2 separate regions of the Zea mays genome follow, and region 2 is linked to region 1. The links are chromatin contacts, called in public Hi-C maps. All regions are on one chromosome and are shown on one strand. The core of a region is the stretch at or near the end of the contact, and the rest is flanking DNA. Distances in the headings are between cores, read along the strand shown. Region 1 holds the start of LOC100273520. Region 2 holds the start of LOC542128 (yabby14).

Region 1 (2,700 bases), core at 193-2,692:
AGAAGTTAAACTGAGCTTTCATTCCGTGGATATATATTCAAATTTAAATAAGCGTCCATCGCCCCAATATGCAAGGGAAGTTACTTGATGCCTTCAGTAGGTAAGAAATCATAGCCTATCTATTCTTCGTGCTTTAACTTTAAGAACTGTGTGGTAGTTGTTAAGTTAGGAAGTTAAGTAGTACTTGGACGAAGAATGTGATGAACTAAGAAGCATATGTGCTATATGAGCCTATGGTATCACTGTTAACTAAAGAGAAGTAGATTTTTCTCCTCATAATTAAAATATAAAATAATGGAAACTACGATAGTTATCTGTGTGCTTTTGCCTTACAATACTGTTACTACCGTCATGTCTTATTGTTACATGTACGCCTAATTTTACCACTTCAATGCATGAGTGAAATAATGCAGTTATAATGTACACCAATACATTAAAACAAGAACCACATGAACAAGACAGGAAGAGCTAGACACAATTGTAACTCACAATTTCCTTCTAGTTTCCGTCAGTACTAGCGAGTGATTTCATTGTCAATCAAATTCTTAAAAAAAAAAGGAATTCACCTGTAAAGAAATCTACGTCTGCACTTGCAAGGCAGCACAGGAAATCTACGATTGGGCTGCAGGAAATCTACGGCTGCACAGTTGAACGACCTTTTTGTGTCCTGCGTCCTGCGGCTTGAGCACGGCCGCGTCCTGCTGTTGTTTGGGTGGCTGCGTAGGATCCGTGGATTTGCGCACTGTAGCTTCATCAGTGGAAAAATGTTGCAGCTCCGTGTTACCGTTCGGCTGCCCAGCCAAAAAAAACAGTGAATCTACGACTCGGCAATAGTTGCAGCAACAGTTCAATAAAAAAAGTCAGCCGAATAGAAATGTTATATGTTTAGGAAAAAATTATTCCAACCTCATGACAAAGTATGCTCCAACATGACAAGAAAATCGCTACAGATTACGGAGAAATATTCTTATGACATATTTGTCCGAGATATAAATACCATGATAAAAATACCATAACTTAATTAGAGCACAAATTTGAAAGGACCATAAATTACCTCGTCAGGGACAAAAAAAAGGCTTAATAACTAGTGGATTTGCAGAAGGTAGAACTGATTATTAATTATATATAAGAGTTATAATAATATAATTAACTATAAGTGTCATGGCAATTGGCAAAAAGGAGATAATTGGATTTTTGTCACTCACAATGTTGTCTTCTTGTTATAATTACCATTGTGTTTATGAATTGTGGGTCCAGCTGGGTCTATAAAATGTGGGTCTAATGATAATTTTACAAACTTATTTCTTGCTGATGGCAAATATCAGAATCTCTCGGCAAAAAGAGAGAGAGGGAGAAAGAAATGAAAAGAAAATGGATCCGAGAAAGAATGTACCACTTCATACACGTTCGACTGCCCGAGAGATATACGCTCGGCCGTTTTCTGCATCAACATTCAACGGTGGCAGGCGGAGCAACCGAACACGCCCGCCGCCGCCCTACTCCCACCTGCCCCTGTATTCGTTGCCGGCGACGAGCACCCACTACACCAGGTATGCCCGCCCCCCTCTCTTTTCTGTGCAAAACCGAGCACCTGACCCGAACCCTAATTTAAGCTATCTCGGATCCGATCTAGTCACAAGTGTATGCATGTATTATGCCTACCGAATTCTTTGTTTTGGCAAAAAATATCGGCTGTTTGTACATGGGTACACCCATGTCCTTTATTGAGTCTGCCCTTGGTTCAGGTCTGCGAGTTTTTATTCTCAGTTGAGTTACTTCTGTCGTTATACTAAGCAGTTTATGAACATCAGCAGCCAAGGGATCAGGAGTAGTGGTGATTATTCAGTTATCACACTGGTTCTGAATTTCTCGATGTGCAAATCGGGTTTGATGCTGGGTTGTGATTTCGTTGCTACAGTTGTTGTTTCTCAATTCTGTTGATACTCGGTGTAGCTAAACTTGATTTATGTTTTTTTAATGCTGTAACCAATCTATCGTTTTCATTGGTGCTTATTATTACGCTTAGGTAAAGATTTCTACTGGCATCAGTTCATTCAAAGTTTGGTAAATCCTGCTCCATCCGTTTCAAATTATAAGTCTGTTTTGGGGCTTTTCTAGGTACATAGATCTTGCTATACACCTAGATATATGTTATGTCTAGATACATAAAAAATGCAGTGTAGCTAGAAAAGCCAAGACGACTTATAATTTAGAACAGAGGGAGTATCAGTTATAGAAAATGTTGCAGTTCTACACAGCCTTTTAATGCCTCACCTGGCTCTTGAATAATCATGCCGTTTGGTTCAGCAAAATGTAATGAAATTCAATTACAGAGTGGACCTTATGGTGATACAGCTGCTTGGTTCAGCTCAGTCCATTATGGAGTTCCCACAATCACATAACAACCCATTCACGACCGATACTGCCCCTCTGCATGTCTTATTACATTATGCAGCTGCTGCCGTGATCTGTTCCCCTTACGTTTTTCCAATCGAACAAATCAAGGAATCAAGACCCCCCTGTGACACCCCCCGTGATCTGTTTTCTTTACCATTTACGTTCCCAAATCCTAACCATGGAACCAAACACCATCATTATGTACTTCACTGTTAGTGTATACCTCTATTGTAATGGGTCTTGGCCCACCTAACTCTATTATATTAATGCATTCCCAACCCTGATTAGGGTTAGGGTTTCCAA
Region 2 (2,700 bases), core at 16-2,515, 180 kb before region 1:
CGATCCCTGCTTTGGCATGCTGTAATCGCCTGCGCCTGGCCCGTCTGCATGGCGCGGCCGGTGTGGCCGCAGGCAGGTGCTCGGCCGGCGTCGTCGGCAGAGCTAGCGCAGACGGCCCGGGGGGGCGAGTGGCAACAAACAGCAAAGCTGAGGCTGACTGCTGAGATACCTAGCTAGCGCGCGGCAGCGGAGCGCAAGGGACCTGACCTCTCGCGCCCGCCCTCGCGGGGTACTACTATAGCTACTCCTCCTATCGTGTATCAACAGTAGCGACCATGTCCTCTTCTGGTAGGAGTAGGCGCCCAGGCCGCTTTGTGAGAGGGCGCATGGAATGGAACAGAATGTATAGAGCTTTGCTTTTCTATACAAATCTTGCACGTCCAACATATGCATGCCCGAACTCGACGACTGCACATGACGATTCGGTTGCTCGCTCGATACGATGCTGAGTGCCTGACTAGCTGCATCGTAGTAGAGACAGAAGAAAAAAACCCAACATATACAGCCACGTGGGCGGTTAGTACATCGTTGCCCGAAATAAAAAAACGTGGCACTGTAACTAACTAACAAACCCTGCACCGAACGTGTCGAAATGGTGACCACACCGGGACAGGACCAGACGGCATCGTGGTGCACCGGAGAGGCGGGCGGGCGGGTGGGCCGGTCGGCCCAGTGGCCCACTGGCTCTGCGCCACGATGCCCCACCACTCATTCCGGCCCTGCCCGCTTTTCAGACAAACAGTCGCTAGCGGCTACTGCTGCTGCCACTGTTGGCACAGTCCGGCAGAGGCCACAGGCCAGAGAGAGAGAGGACGCACTCCTCGGCTTTGCTGCCTGCGGGGCTGTGCCTGGCGCCTGGCCCTGGCCTCGTCCTGCACCCGACGCCTTTCCCAATTTGCCCCCGCGGTGGCGCGGTGTGGCCATCCACATCCACCCACCGCAAGCGGAACGAAGAGCGATCGGCCGGCCCTCTCTCCTCTGTCCTCTCGAGATAAAAAATCATCCAAATCGGCGGGCGGAGGCAACAACAGATCCGATGCTTTCTCGAATCGGGCACGTCCATCAATCAAATCCGTCAGGAGACGAGGCACTCATCCCACCCACACACACACACGTCAAATCCAACGCCAATCCATGGTCTCGTCGTCGTCCATCACATCGATGATCGATCCCAGGGAGGGGGGGACCTGCTGGGCCGCGAAACCGAGCCGGCCGACCGGACGCTACGCCCCTATATAAACCGCCTTCCTCCACTCCCCAGTCCCCCACACTCCCCTGCACACCCAACCCATCCACATCCACTCGCCCAAGCCGGCCTTCGTCCCTGCCCAACGCTGCTTCACTCTCTCCAGCGATAGATAGCATCATCCTCTCCACCTGCACAGGAGACGACGAAGCAGCACCATCGTCCGCGGTCCTTTGCTTCTTCTGGCGCCATGACGTCGCCGGTGCCGGAGACGTTCAGCCTGCAGGACCAGCAGCCGCCGCCGCCGCCGCCAGCGGAGCAGGAGCAGATCTGCTACGTGCACTGCAGCTACTGCGACACCATCCTCGCGGCACGTAGATATATACACACACTGTCACATACGGTATGAAGAGAAAACGACACTCATCTCTCTGTACGTACGTACGTACTGCTGCTGCAGGTGGGCGTGCCGTGCAGCAGCCTGTTCCAGACGGTCACCGTGCGGTGCGGCCACTGCGCCAACCTGCTCTACGTCAACCTCCGCGCCCTCCTGCTGCCGCCGGCGACGGCGCCCGCGGCCGCCAACCATCTACCGCCCTTCGGCCAGGCTCTCCTCTCCCCGACCTCACCGCACGGTCTACTCGTACGTATTGGTGCTAGCTATAGCTTATTACACGCCACGCTACCACTCTGTGTTCATTATCATGCAGACGTTTATTGTTGTCGATGCATGCCATGGGCTTTATGTATATATACTGCATGTATAGGATGCTGAGACGATGTCGTCGTCGTCGTTCCAAGCGCCGAGCCTGCCGAGCGCTGAACCGCCGAGCGCCGCCTGCGTGAGCGGCATCACGAGCATCAACAACACCGCCTGCGGTGGCAACAACGCCGCGTCGGCCATGGCGCCGCCACCGGCCAAACCTGCACTGCACGAGCCGCCGCAGCTGCCCAGGAGCGCAGCGTCAGCGAACAAGAGTGAGAGCTTTTCTTCTTTTTTTTTCCATCTTCTATCGTTTCATTCGGTGCTGCACAAGCAAGCAAGCTAGCCAGGAGGAGATCGAGCTCTTGAGAGGCTATATATATATATGTGACTATGTGAGTCCTTGCGAGGGCGCGCGCACGCACAAACGACGACACATATAGTTCGATCTTCTCTTGAGTCTTCACGAGACTTTAATTTCTTCGGCAGTTTCTTAAATAAATAAATAAATAAGCACACAGTTTTGCATCTCAAACGATTCTTTTTTAATTAGTGGTCAAAGGTAGCACGTACGGTGAATAGTTTCTCGTCAGCTCAATAGTGCCCGCTGTCCGTGTATGATCCTTTTCAGTACGTTCGCGGTATTAGGCTCTTCCTAAACCCGGACATTAAAACATGCACAGTGTGAGAAGTAAATTAAAGTACAAAAAATAAACAGGGCGTGTTTAATTAAAGACGCTAGCGCGAAGCACGAAGCACAGGAGATCCAACAGTGCTCTCAAAACGGGTACCGAACCTTGGCTAAGATTGC

Evidence for each region. A called contact is a pair of places that touch in the nucleus more often than the background predicts.
Region 2: a contact with region 1 is called in a Hi-C map of ear, with 3 times the contacts expected there. The contact joins the promoter of LOC542128 here to the promoter of LOC100273520 in region 1. A contact is called at or near these places in 6 of 25 Hi-C or Micro-C datasets (bundle sheath, ear, endosperm and 2 more).

What each region holds. Positions count from the first base shown.
Region 1 is chr10:135,519,202-135,521,901 of Zm-B73-REFERENCE-NAM-5.0, reverse strand. LOC100273520 reads left to right here and starts at 1,442. Exons shown (of 2, transcript NM_001147938.1): 1 at 1,442-1,550. It also overlaps a transcript of LOC100284636 not described here.
Region 2 is chr10:135,703,202-135,705,901 of Zm-B73-REFERENCE-NAM-5.0, reverse strand. It overlaps LOC542128 (yabby14), which reads left to right and starts at 1,265. Exons shown (of 7, transcript NM_001111760.2): 1 at 1,265-1,556; 2 at 1,647-1,829; 3 at 1,954-2,164. The coding sequence starts at 1,437.